2 separate regions of the Zea mays genome follow, and region 1 is linked to region 2. Evidence: chromatin contacts called from public Hi-C data. All regions are on one chromosome and are shown on one strand. The core of a region is the stretch at or near the end of the contact, and the rest is flanking DNA. Distances in the headings are between cores, read along the strand shown. Region 1 holds the start of LOC100280534 (delta DNA polymerase). Region 2 holds the start of LOC100278423 (Nuclear factor 1 A-type).

Region 1 (6,981 bases), core at 4,043-6,542, 530 kb before region 2:
TTGCCTTGGTGCTCTGGGCCATCAATCAAAATTTGATGTGTCAAGTTGATCATGCGTCAGAGCCTGGCTAAGCAGTATTGTTGCAACCGGTAGGAACATTACTGAATATGCGAGCAATGTATCAGGTGTCCGTTTGTTGCAATCTCTAGTGATTCCTTTGGCCATGCTACATCAGGATTTTAATCCGTTTTCACTGAAAAGTATGCCATAGAGCTAGTCGAATGAGTCTGTTTAGTAACTTTGGGTTAACTTCAGGAGTATGAATTGGTGAGATTTTATCAGAATGTTCCAGAAGTAGGCAAACTTTACGTTGTCTGTTTCGGCTTTAATCTTTCTGTTCCGACTATGTCCAGAGCTAAAGGATATCTAGCTCGATTGACATTTTTGTTTGCTATCGCCAAGAGCTATGTTTATCACTGAGGATATGTTTACATAAGTGGCACAGCAGTGCTGTTGTATTGCTTTATTCTTCCATCCATTCCAAGACACTCTGTACGAAACATTTTGAATCACTGCTAATGGGATTCCCTTTTTGGTTATCACGTGCCAAGTAATTCCATTGCATAAACACTTTCGGTGAAAGGTCTAATAAATGTTGTTGTGCCACATCTATGGCGGTAGTATTCATATAGCATTTTTGTGAAACTATGCAGGATGCTTATAAACATTTAGTGGTTTTAATCAAAGACTTGTAGCAGTTATTTCAATCAAATTCAATCTTCAATACATGTCATGGCTCTTAAATCACCTGTGATGAGCAAATCTTCAGATATTGCATGTTTCATTTGCAACTTGCATAAACACGAATACTGTGTCATAATTACATTGTGAATAATGTGATGCATAATTTTACCTTTTCTTATGTCTGCAGGGAGCACAGCTCCGAAAGCACATAGATGCCACTCTCGGCAGTGGAAACCTTAGGGAAGCTGTGAGGTTGCCTCCTGGAGAGGATATCAATGAATGGCTTGCGGTGAATAGTAATGTTCTTCCCTTCTGTTTACAGTTTTCATATAACTTGGTTATTCCATTGAAGCTAACATGTCTGTTTTGCTTTGCAGCTGTGGATTTCTTTAACCAAGTTAATATGCTGTATGGCACACTCACAGAATTTTGCACACCTGAGAGCTGTCCGACAATGACAGCTGGCCCAAAGTAAGCCTTTACAAGTTTACATACATCCCATTCCTCTGTATTGTGAAAATACAAATTGGTGAAAAATTATCCAAAAAGTTCATCGATGACTAGTTTATTTGCACAATTTGTAATTTTGCATACGGTGAACTGTTTCACCAAGGCTGCTATTTAATGATGACCCTTAGAGGCTAAGGTTGTGTCAGCAGAGCGTGCATATGGTAGTGCAAAACACTATTTTGCACCGTATATGACACTATTTACAGAGTGAAGTTTGAAATAGGAGGTGAGATAGGGAATAGAATAGGAAAACTGATGGAGGTAGCCTAATGGTCAGTTTGGATCAACTGTAGATTCTTGAAAATCTAATTCTAGTTGTGAGCTGTGAGAAAGTTGTTGTGAGTTGACAATTGTGAAAAACTAAAATTTGTTTGGTTGAAACAACCGTCAATTATAGATTCAATAAGATCATGACAACTTATAACATGGATGACAGGAATCTGAAAAATTCTGGGGTAGGAGGTCATTCTGAGGGGGTGTTTGGTTGCTCCTGCTAAAGTTTAGCCCGGGTCACATCAAGCGTTTGACTTTTAAATAGGAGTATGAAATATAGACCCAACCAACTGGACTAGATTCGTCTCGTCTTTTAATCTTCGGCTGACAAATTAGTTTTATAATCCGACTACATTTAATACCCGGAACGGAGGTTTAAACATTCGATGGGACATGGGCTAAATTTTAGCGGGGTGTAACCAAACACCCCCTGAATTGAACTAGAGGAATCTATAGATTTTTAGGAATCTATTCGGTTGTTGTAGCCGTTTGGTTGGGATTCCAGATTTTTGGCAGCGAATCTGGTTCAGTAAGCTGAACCAAACAGAACAAGTGTGTATCCTTGCTAAGTGCTATTTGCCATTGTAGTTTGTCTTCTTGCTAACTAGCAACTCATTTTCAGCCTTCACTGGGGTGATGGTGTGTCGTATGTGTCTGTGTTGTGTGTGTTTTGTGGGTGAGAGTGTGTGTTTTGTGTTTTGTGTTGTGTGTGTTCTGTTTGTCCCAGGCCTCGGGCCTTTTTCCCTCTACTTTAATTTAATGATACGCAACCCTCCTGCGTATTCGAGAATTTTTTTTCAGCCTTCACAGTGACATGATATCAACAATCTTCAAGAAACAATTAATCTGTTTCTCTAGAAGCTATGCATGCCTATAATTGTGAGGATGTCAAAGCAGAGGAATATGTGTATACCTAAAAAATGTATGCCTCATGGTTACCATTTCTTGATTTGGTCAGATGGGCTACAGTACCGCTGTGTATGGGTGGGGCAGAGGTCAGAGGTTTTCTCGACCTGCATGAGAAGGTCTTTTTAATATAATGCCAAGGGTTGTCTTACACCTCGCAAGTCGAGTTTTTTTAACTGCATTTGCACTTTCTTACAAGGCCATGCTCATTTTCACATGCTGCTCTATTGTATTTTGAATCTTGATAATGGATAGTCAACGCTATGCCTCTTTTTGAGAGAAGAAAATTTCCAAAAAGGACTTGTGGCCATGCCTTTTGTGGTGGCAAGCATTTAACAAGTTAGTATTTTGTCATATAACTCCAGCTGTTATAAATCGGTGCCCATAATCCTGTGATGCATACTCTTGGGAATCCAGTTTATATTTAGATCACATCATGACAGAACAAACATGAGGTTTATGCAGGTACGAGTACAGATGGGCTGATGGTGTGCAGATAAAGAAACCCATAGAGGTATCAGCACCAAAATATGTGGAGTATCTGATGGATTGGATTGAAGGCCAGCTTGACGATGAATCCATATTTCCTCAAAAACTTGGTATGTTGCTTTTTATTATGGATTTGTAGAGCTCTACCTGACATCGAATGCCATCTAGCGTGTTATCTAATTTGGATTTCGTTTCCCCTCTGTCAAGGCACGCCATTTCCACCGAACTTCAAGGAAGTAGTAAAGACAATATTCAAGCGCTTGTTTCGGGTCTATGCCCATACTTACCACTCCCATTTCCAGAAGATTGTTAGCCTTAAAGAGGAGGCCCATCTCAATACCTGTTTTAAGCACTTCATTCTGTTTACAAATGTAGGTCCCACATGATTCATGGCAATTGCTTTTTATACATCACAATTACAAATCTACATTCTTGTCCAGAAAAAAGAAGATGGCAGCAGTTAACATTCTTCGTTGTTTGGGCTGTAGGAGTTTGGCCTGATTGACAAGAAGGAGCTGGCTCCACTTCAGGAGCTCATCGAATCCATCATCGTTCCTTACTGAGAACACGGTTTGCTAAACATGGATACAGAGCTCTTAATGCTGATGCTGTGAAATTCAGTCTGTTTATGACAGCACTTTACTGCATAGAGCTTATTGTTCCCGTTATTAGACACAAGGACATGTCACATATGCGTGTATCTGTGTTGTTTCTTCCTGATCATGCTGACCATGTAAGTACTGTCATATCAGCTATAGAACGGCGATGATAATGTACTGCAGAAAGAAAAAAAACACGAGAAAGCTGAGTTGGGGCTATAAATTGCATATTGGCACTTATCGAGTATAGAATAGATCTCCTTCTCTTTCTTCTTACAAACAGAATTGACTTGTTATTTTTAATGGAATGAAATAAATATTCACGCTTTTTGACATAGAATCCCCTTGAAGGGTTGGGTATATAGAATATGTATATATATAGTCTTTTCCAATGCGATAAAATAAAGCGATATCATGTCTATTTTTCTTTGCTAAAGAGGTATTTCCATGGGTTTGCCTTGGTATCGTGTTCATACTGTTGTATTGAATGATCTAGGTCGATTGCTTTCGGTGCATATAATGCACACAACTCTAGTTTCTGGTTAGGCTGGTTCGATGGCTTTATACGAATTAGCGGTTTTTAGTCCCTCTGATCCTGTTCTGGTTGAAGGGTATGTTCGTCCATCCCCTTCATGACTCGTTTAGGAAACAACCCAATGAAACTGCAACAGAACACACGAAAGAAATGTCAGGTATGCAGTTGTTTTAATTTTGCCCTCCCCTAAGTCAAACTGCTCCAATTTTGATCAAGTTTATAGACAAATATTTATACGCAAAAGCAAATAAATGTGACTCAAACGAGTTAATGTACTAGATGTTTGATCCAGTTCTGTATAAATTTGGTCAAACTTAGTACAAACTTAATTCGTCGTATAATGTAGAACAAACTATGCTGGGCAGTATTCAGCAGTACTAGAACAATCCAATGAAACTGCAACAGAAGAACACACGAAAGAAATGCCATGTTGCTGGAAGACATGCCATTTCTGCTCTGATCACAAACAACACACCAGACATGAAGGGTTCATCATCATGTGGATACTAGAGGCAACACAACACGTGACAGGCACAGATGGTACTACTACTGGTGCCACTGCTACCACGAGATGCGGTAGACGGGAGCAGAACGGATGGACGCGACACCGCATCTCCAACACAGAGCTAGTACTGAACACTGATGGAGCATGTCGGCGAAACGCGGGGAATGTGCACCCCGCCGCCGCCAGTAGCCTAGACGCGGCCCTCCCAGAGGCAGGGCTGTTCGTCGGCGCAGAGGGCGAGGAGCGCCGGCGGCGGTGCGAGGCCGAGCGCGGCGGCGCGGCGCCACCGCTGGGCGCGGGTGACGCCGAGGCATGGCCCGTAGCGCGTGTCCATGTCGAACTCGCGGCCCGCCCTCTCCCGCTGCTCCGCCTCCGCCTCCTCCTGCTGGCGGCTGCCGGCGCCGTGATCTGCGGTGACGAGAGACGAATCAAAATCGAATCAATCGGTCGATCCGCCGGTACTGCCGCGGAAGCGAACAGCGATCGGGGGATTCGGACCGGGATCGGTACATGGGGCCGGGTGGACGTTGGTGGCGAGTGCGGCCTTCTTGTGGTGATGCGCCGCCGCCTTCTTGGAGACGCCGCCAGTGGGCTTGGTAGTGGCGGCGGCGGCGTGCGTCTTCTGCTGACGGAAGAAGGACTTCATGTCGCCTCCGCCGCCCCTCGTCATGGCTCCGGCGATCTCTCTCCTGCTGATGGCGCTGCTGGTGGCGCTGGGTTGACCGTTGAAGAGGATGGGAATGGGTTGGAAACTTGGAATGCGGCAGCAGAGGAGTGGGCTTGGTGGATTTGGATTGAGAGGGGGTTGCTGTTTATTTATATATTAGGGTGGCTGCACCCGACGGCGCTGCGGCCGTTGTGAGAGGCGATTCGAATTTTTTTGAACTTTCAAATTGGCGTGCGTGCGGTCGTGTACTCGTGCGTCGTGCGAGTTCCTTCTTCGAGAATCTACTTCCATCTGGCCAGCCATCCGTCCGTCGTGGCTCCAAAGTGGGCCCATCTGCTGGCTGCTGCAGCGTGACATGTCAATACTTTTTGAGAAAATTCCCTCATTGCCATCATCAAAACCTAAATCGATCTCGTATGCCATTAAAAATTATGAGCTCCCCTTCAATACCATCAATTTAGATTTTAAGTCCCTTAATTATCATTACCGTTAGTGCTGCCATCTACCGCCGTTACTAGCTTATTTGAACCCACTCGTCATACCCTCAGCTTTGTTCCTATCATTTCTCTGTCCATTCAGTCCACTAGCTCCTTGTACCGCTCGGAATAGAACACCTCGGCGATGGTAGTGCCCGCCATCGCCACAATGTCAGTCAGCGGGGACAACGACACGGCCTCCGAGGTAGCATACCGCGTGAACTCGGTATCCAGCGTCTGTTGTACCATGGCAGGGCTCATGACTGGAAGAGCAATGTCCGCCTATGGAGGGGAGGCACCCACGAGAGGCCGCCGGTGCGGAGCAGCTCCGCCCGCACGCTGGGCAGTGCTATCAGGCTGGGTTCGTCCACGATCAGGGTGGTTGGTCACCCACTGTAGCACGAACCCGCTGCACTACGTGCGAACCGCACCAGCTGCAGCGCGCGACAACGCAAGGTCTTGCCGGAACGGCATCGCGATGCAGCCCAGCGACTCAGCGAGCGGTCGGCGTTGGTGAAGTCGGCGTCCATTAGCCTTACGCAGCGTGTGCCACCACGAGCTCTGCGCCGGCGTTGTCGCAGGCGATCTCGGGCACGCCGGTGTCGGTGTTGGCGACGACACGGCCGACGAAGGGGAAGAAGAAGTGGGCGAGCTGCCAACATTGCGGACGACGCCTCCTTCGTAGACGATCGCGTTCCAAGCGACACGGTCCCTGGCAGTCATCCGATCAAACACCCTGCGTGTGTCGGCGGGGCTGCGACACTTAGAAACACATGTCAGCGAGCGTCGTGGCAATGAGGGACTGCCAGGACACTTAGAAGATGCCATTCAAGCTGTGCGTGGACGACGCGGCCTGTGGCGAGGTCGGCAGGAACATATGTTAGTGTTTGACAAGTGGGCCCATACGAACGAGTAACGGTATCAAATGGTAACCGTGACGGCGATGGCATTAAAGGGACTCAAAATCTAAATCGATGGTTTCGAAGGAAGCTTATAATTTGTAATGGCACACAGAGGATTCATATATGTTTTGATGGCATTGAGGGAATTTGCTCACTACTTTTTGTTCGGCCTCAAGCAGATCCAAGCAGTACAACTAAAGCTATAACAGACCAGTCCAGTTAGGCCATCTCCGGTAGATCTCTATCCCATCCTTTATCACATTTCTTATTTTAAACTTCACACTAAAATGATATTAAACAGTGTGTTGACGCCTTTTTGGAGCGCCAAATACTCAAGAAGAACCGGCGGCGGTGCTCTCTGGTCAGGCGCGGACGGTCCACGGCCTGGGGCCGGACGGTCCGCGACCTGGTGCAAGAGCACGGGTTCCCTGCCTG
Region 2 (7,617 bases), core at 617-3,116:
CCTTTGGGAGCCTCGGTCGAAAAAGGCATCTCGACCAAGGACTCTGCATGCGCTAGCTAGTGGGCTAGGCTTAGGTGGTGTAGAGTTCGTCTTATCTTTAGGCTATCCACAACACTTCCGGTGTGACCACTCTCTCCCCTTGAATAGGACACCTCTATATGTTGTATCACTTGCCTCTATACCTGTCCCCCTAAGCTAGAGGGATGTTCTCTCTCCCCTTATTTCAGAGGGCACACTATCTTGCTTTGTTCATAGAAGATGATGGGGAAAGCCGGGAAGGAGGAGGTGGATGGTGTACGACGACCAAATGTAAATTATTTTATTTATGCATAGTGGATGAAGGGTTGTGATTAAGGGGAAACCGTTGAAGATGGAAGTGATATAGGAGGAGAGATAATACTGGTGTGGTATGATATTGGGATGTGGGGGGCAAAATTTAAGATCAACTATTGCACATTGTCTTAAGCAGCTCTATTGATGCCCTATCATGTTCAATACCTAAAGAAGCTAGGGCTCGAACATTGTTGTTCGATGTGTCAACTTGAATAGTTTTCAACATTTTTCACTGATCATTGCATCGGAATCGGATGCCTGAGACAGGTTTGTGTGTGTTGTAGAAGGTGAGCTATAAAATAAGTAGCATCTAGGACTAGGATATAGTATCCCCCTAAGAAGATTGTGTTTGAGTCAGGTTCATAGCTAAAATGTCATCTCGAACACAATCGTTCGGGCCATAGAAATAAAAATGATGTAGAATCAAATCATAGGAATAGTTCGCCGATCGTGCTCGTGAAGGATAGCGGTAGCAATTGTACCGGTAGTAACAACAACAACAACAAAAGTAATAATAGAGAAACAGGGCCCACATGCCTGTGAAACACTCAATTACTCAAGCACGAGCTTGTTCGGAAATTCCTGCGTCGGGAATCCGATTGTAGTGCTACAATACATACACTGCAGGTACATGTACATCCATACAGTCAGGGGCGAAGCCAAGGGGGTGGGGCAGGGGCCTTGCCCCCCTAACCATCCCATATTGTTTATGAAACATGGATAAATTTCTCTATCAAGTAAAAATTTGTCGTATTTCTGAATCATCAAATTCGCCGCTAAGTAATAAAATTGATGAATTCAGCTCAAAGTTGTCACCAGATAGTTGTTGTGTGCACGACAAATTTGGTGCTTCACCTTTATTATACAACCAACTAGAGCCAAATACATTACGATCACTTGTTGATTTGATAATAGCCTTGTCAAATTGTGTAAAAGTTTCATGTATCAAATGGTTTACGGATTATTAAGATTAATGGTTACCCTTCGAGTCTCAACTACAACAACTAAGAGAGCCTTTTAGCTACAAAACTTATCAAAACACATCTATAAAATAAAATAGGAGATGACTTTATGTGAAGTTACTTCATCATCTATATTAATATAAAATTGATAGCTATGATCAAATCTCCTGACATAATCGAAGCTTTTGATTTGGCCAATCAACATAGAAACAAATTATTTTGATCTCGATTAAAGTTACTTAATATACAATTTTATGATGCAAGTCTTTTTTTTATTAATTTATTATCTATGTATAAAAAAATGTTAAACTAAATTAGTATATGTGTATATATTCTAAGATTTTTTCACCTTTTATTATTTAATGAATTACTCGCCCCTCCTATACCATAATCCTGGCCGCCCCTGCATACAGTGCGAAAATGCGAGCGGACTAGTTGACTGACCTCGCCGGAGTGGGTCGCCGTCGTTCCAGGCTGTCGGAAAGCGAGGCCGCAAGTGGGGGCTCGGTGCGCTCCAGCTGGCTCTCATTCCGCTGCCGTCATCTCTCATCCCGTGCGACACTCCACAGCATCCATCAACTCAACATCATCAGCTCGCGTTGCGTGCTCGGCCCGCCTAATCCTCTTTCTTTAGCTCAAGACCGGCGACTAAATTTGGCGCCAGCCGGCAGCAGGGGGTATAAGTAGTCGCCGCCGCCGTCTTCCTCGCACCTCCCCGCTCCGCTCTCCCTTGTCGAGTTCTCAGCACCGGCCGATCCATCCTCCTCCGCCTCCCTCGGTTCGGCCTCTGGCCTGCACACCATGAACTCTCGCTTCCGGAGCCTCTGGAGAGCCATGGCTGGGGCTTTGCAGCCGCCGTGCCGCCTCGGAGCTGCCGCGTGTAGCTTGCTCGCTAAGCAGCAGCTATAGTAGCTGAGCGAGTGCGTCCATCGATCGGAGTCGTCCACCTCCGTCTCCCTTTGCGATTCGGCGTCGTGAACTCGTGTTCTTGAGCGTGGGGGCAAGGGGCAGAGCAACAAGGAGACACTTCTTCTTCTTCTTTACAACAAATAAGAAAGGTAAATTTCAGTCCAATTCAGTTCTATATGTTTAAGTTCCTTTCCGTTGCTCCTGAAGACCTGAACAGAACCTTTTAAATTTGGCGTCTATCTTACTATCTACATACATACAGTTCTAAACAGCAAGACATGCCTACTACTTTCAGACATAGAAGCATGCGTGTATGTGCATATACATACATGTATCTACTACTATACTAGTATCAATTTCTTGTGTTAAGCATGTACTCTTGATGACTAGTACTTTTTAATTTGTAACTGGGGAGTGGACGAGTGATTGGGGGGGGGGGGGGGGGGGGGTCTGGGCTTTTGCTTCATTTTGTTCTAGAAAAGCAAAGCAATCAGAGGGATGGAAAGAGGAAGGAGAAAAGAAAGGGGGGCACATGCAGACGGCTGACTGACCGCGTTGTTGCCAGCGCAACACATCTCTTCTTCCTCGTCTGACCGGGACTCGCACACGCTTTGCTTTTGTTCTGGTCCTCCTTTGCATGGTGGTTCTGGTCTCTTTTTATCTCCCCCCTGCCTTTTGTCCTTTGAGGATCAAAAGGCCTGCGATTCCAACAAATCCTCCAACCAAGCAATAAAGTTTTGGACGAAAAAAACAAAGATGTAACGAACTCACACCAACTCTGTTTGATTGTTTCCAGTCTATTTCTCCCCCAATCTAGCACCTCAATTATGGAGCTATGGCCTCTTCTGGTTCTTCCTATCTAGAGTTGATTTACAAATGGATGAGATAGAAGAGCTAGAAGTAAAGAATTCATCTTTTTTTTTGCTGACCTATACATGCGACATGGGGTTGAATTAATAACTGAACGAACCCAAGAGTCCAAGACAAGAAAGAAACCGATGAAGTCATTCTCTGTTCCTGAATCTTGATCCGTCACGCCCGGCCATGGAAATGAGGTCAGAAGACTAGCCACTAGATAATACAGAGGGCATGGCGGTCAGAAGAACAAGAACTTGGACTTGGAGCTGCATCTGAAGGGGAGCGCGGTGCCGTTGGGCCAGAAGAAGCGGAGCTGGCACGCCAGGCGCGTCCACTGGTCGATGGCGACGATCCCCGCGACCTTCCATCGCGTCCGGGCCTCCCCCTCCACCCGGAACGGCACCACGCCGTCGCGGAGCGCGGCCTCCATGGCAGCGCTGCCGGCGTCGCCCAGCGGGACGCCCTGCGCGCGCGCCACGTACGCCAGCGGGAGGACGCCCCTGGCGGGCACGCGGAACGGGTCGGCGCGGAGCACCGCCAGCGTCGCGCCGGCGAACGCGAGGCGGCACTCGAGGCGCGAGAAGTAGGCCGCCGAGTGCGCGTTGCCGTTGCGGGCCTCCACCCGGACCGTGAGCTGCACGTCGTCCAGCGCCCCCGTCTGCCCGTACACCAGCGTGTTCAGGCTCGCCGCCCGCACCGCCAAGTACGGCGCGCGGGGCTGCAGCAGCAGCACCACCACAAGAACGGCCACGGCGCCCAGCAGCACCACGACCGCCAGCACCGTGAACAGCACTACCGCCGCCCACTCCGCCGCGCCCGACCGGTGCCTCCTGAAGCTGTACCGTCGTGGACGCTGAGGCTCCTCCTCCTCGCGCCCCCTCCACGTCTGCCATTCCGCCGGCTGGAGAGCGCCGCGGCGGCCGGGGCTCTGCTGCTCACGGGCGCGCGGGTCATGGGCCGCGTGGCTGCCGCCGCCGCCAGGGGGCTCGATTCTGGTGGACGACATGGGAGGCTACAGCGATGGCCAGCAGCATGCCAGCATCAAGGAGAGAGGCGAGCTCAGGGCGGGGGGCGGGGCCGATATAGTGTAGCTAGCTTGCCTTGGGCGCGGTGCTGTGCGGCGTGGCGGCCGCCTTACGTGGGCGCTCGGCGAGTGGCGGCGACGTGGCCGTTGCCCAGCGCAGGAGGAGTTCGTTCGCGCTGTAGCGGGCAAAGGTTTGGTATCTCCCCTCCGCACGCCGGCCGGACCGGAGGAAGCTTTGGGCATCGGTTACTTAAAGAAATGGAAGCAAGGGAGCACGCTGCGCTTAGGCTACCTCACTGACAGCCACTGCCATGGCTGCCCTCCTTCGTTTCCCTTCCAGGGGCGATCAAATCAAACCACCAGTTTAATCATGGGTATCCCGCTCGTGGGAAGATGCCTTTGGCAGCCTGAACTTTTTATTAGAAATCGCAACGCAATGCAGCTTCGCATTGCACCGCAATCGAGCTGGAATGCTAATGACGTTTTCCACTGCTGCCATCATTGCAAAAGCACCCGATGCCTTTCGCTTTTCTGTTGCTCTGTTTGTTTAATCGACTTGGTCTTACTCTTGGTGGTGTTAACAATGCCTTTCGCAGTACTTTTGCAACAGTGCCTGTCAAAGGGAGAATATGCTGGGATTGGCATTCGCCTTTGTGGTATAAAATCTTGTGCAGGTTCGCTAAGGTTAGCCTAAATTCTAATAGAAAGCTTAAGGACGTGTTTGGCACGACTCTAGAGCAAATTTCTAAGTTCATAGTTACAAACTCTTTGAAGTTTTTAGAGTTGCAATATAAATGTTTGGAGTATTTTTTGCTGTTCCGAAATCTCTAAAAAGTTAACTAGACATGAAATTTAGAGTTATTTATCTGTCATTGCTACTGGTTATGAGAAAGCAATCTAAACTTTAGAATATACTTGCTCCATAGAGCCGTCATGCCAAATACACCCTAAGTATCATCTAGATACGGCCGAGCATGTTTTTTTTTCTCTCTCCAAAAAAATACGTTAGTTTTGTCATGATCCTAGTTAGACTAGAGTTGGATTATAAATATGTGAAACAAACACTTCGTTTTCTTTCCTCTTGAGCCCACTTTTGGGGAGACGGACTGTTTGGCATGTAGGCCGAACGGTCCGAACGGTATGCGGTGGTGGCACGGACGATTCGCGCGTGCGCAGAATCAGTTATGGTTTCGATTTTTTTACGGGATTTGTTAGCTAAATCTGCGAGATTAACTCGTGAACCGACTTATAACGGGTCCAGACCTCCCATTTATATAGATGAAGGGCTACGGGCGATTGAACCCCACAATCGATCAAATCAAATCTACTTAACGTTTTTACCTTATGCATTATGAGTAGTTCCAGTTTAGCCCTAGTTTAGCCTCCCTCTGTGTCAAATCTTCACTTCTCTTCGGCTTTACATCGACTAGAGGCGTCTTGGGTGGCCTATCGACGCCAAGATACACCTTAGGATCTCTCCTCATCGACGGGGCACCTCTCGAGAGGCGAGATTTAGGTCTGCTGCGAAGAAGACCCATACGCCATCGCGGACCGTCCGAGTCCCAGGCGTGGATCGTCCGGACGTATGCGGAGGAAGAGTCGCTCCTGCGCCAGGTCGCGAACCGCCCGGGCCTGTGCCACGGACCTTGCACGTCAATGCAGAGAGCACCGCCAGACGGTCCGTTTCAGTATTTGACGCCCAGATCAGCGCCAACACATTACACCCATATTTGCTTCTTTGCATTTGCATATGGTTTCAAGAACCCACAACATTGATCTGCGTATGGACTATGTCTCGGAGAACCTGCAGGGCTGCAGGAGATAGGCGTGTCAATATTTCTACCTGTGGCACACCCGCTCAATTAACAAAAGCGAAAGTGCACGAGTGCTGCTTTTTTTCTAAGGCGCGCATGTAAATATGTAATCGAAGATCCAGAGTTCCAAATTTTCGTTAGCTAACAAAGGCATGTTTGATAGAGCTTTTTCTTGTTAAAAAAAATACTACCTCTGTTTTTGAATATTTATCGCCGGTTAGTTTATTTTTAAACTAAAATACGTCAAATAAAAAAGAATGTAGGAAGTAGTTTATTTAAGAAGCTAGTGAAAAAGCAGCTTCTGCTTATTTTCTTATTTTAGCTCATTTTGAAAAGTAATTGGACTGATAAAATGGTGTGGAAGCTTATTGTTTGCTATAGTTTCTACATAAATTTGTGAAAATATGTGAAATAAAATATGTCAAACAGAGCCAATAACATGTAGGCTATATCATGCATATTTTGAGATTCTTTGGTTAGCGTCGTAGTTTGTCATATTAAACCTTTGGTAAATTCTTTCTGTCATAGAAAGTTTGGCAAGAGAAATTATTGATCACTTGTTCTCAAATGTTGTAGATAAAAAACAAGGCAACACAATTGTTAATTATTACGGACCTTCGTCTTCTGAAGCAGTATCTCCCAAGCAGGGTCGATCATGACTTTTAAGGGGCCCAGTGCGAAATCTGATATGGAGGCCTCATCCACGCACAAATATATATAATTATACATATATTATCGAATATTTGACACATAAAAAGTATTATACACTGTTTTGAAGTTTATAAGACAACAAATGTAAAATATAGCCAAAAACACTTACTTGTTATCTGATATCATTAAAACTATCTTCTAACATTTTGTGATACAAAGTCATCGCTTATATCATTGAGATCCATCTCATCCAACAACTCTTTTTGATATGTAGAATCACTCTTAAGTTATTGTTGATCATAAATAGCTCAAAAAATATTTCAATTTTAAGAAGCTTCTCTCTGCCGATGCAACCATCATGTGTAGGGGTGGGCGTTCGGGTTACCCGAAAATTTCGGGTCGGGTAATTCGGGTATTTAAAATTTCGGGTTTTGAGAATTGATACCCGAAATTACAACGGGTTTTACAATACCCGAAATTTCGGGTTCGGGTTCGGGTATTCCCGAACTACCCGAACTGTTGTGTTGGCTTCATAAAAACACATACACCCTATTAAATTAGTATAACAATATAGTTTGAATAATGATATACATGAACATGTAAAACACAAGCAATCTACAATCACAAGTTATACACACTTACACATAATTATAGATGTACAAATTAATAATTAAAAATGACACATGAAAGTTCGGGTAATTCGGGTACCCGATTGTGATACCCGAATTACCCGAAATAAATTCGGGTTTTGCAAGTTGCTACCCGAAATTCCCAAATAAAATTCGGGTTTCGGGTATTTCGGGTTCGGGTATTCCGGGTTTGGGTTTCGGGTTACGGGTTTTTTGCCCAGCCCTAATCATGTGTATAGTAAATAATACTCTCTCTATATCAAAATAGAATCTGTTTTATTTTTTTAGTGGATTCATCACCATCTAGTTGAATATAAACATAAAAATCAAGAGCTAAAACAAATACTATTTTGAAATGGATGGAGTATTCGATAAGTAATTGAGGCATTACTTTAACAATCTAAACGAGACGGGTCGATAGGGCATCGTCTTTGCGT

The links. A called contact is a pair of places that touch in the nucleus more often than the background predicts.
Region 1: a Hi-C map of ear shows a contact between it and region 2, with 2.5 times the contacts expected there. The contact joins the promoter of LOC100280534 here to the promoter of LOC100278423 in region 2. A contact is called at or near these places in 3 of 25 Hi-C or Micro-C datasets (ear, leaf and tassel).

Annotation. Positions count from the first base shown.
Region 1 is chr10:76,805,558-76,812,538 of Zm-B73-REFERENCE-NAM-5.0, reverse strand. It overlaps LOC100280534 (delta DNA polymerase), which reads right to left and starts at 5,292. Exons shown (of 2, transcript NM_001153453.1): 1 at 5,000-5,292; 2 at 4,427-4,909. The coding sequence starts at 5,171. The coding sequence ends at 4,692. LOC100216706 (MOB kinase activator-like 1B) reads left to right here. Exons shown (of 7, transcript NM_001359481.1): 3 at 872-980; 4 at 1,062-1,155; 5 at 2,839-2,972; 6 at 3,070-3,233; 7 at 3,351-3,794. The coding sequence ends at 3,425.
Region 2 is chr10:76,275,983-76,283,599 of Zm-B73-REFERENCE-NAM-5.0, reverse strand. It overlaps LOC100278423 (Nuclear factor 1 A-type), which reads left to right and starts at 1,866. Exons shown (of 3, transcript NM_001313771.1): 1 at 1,866-2,353.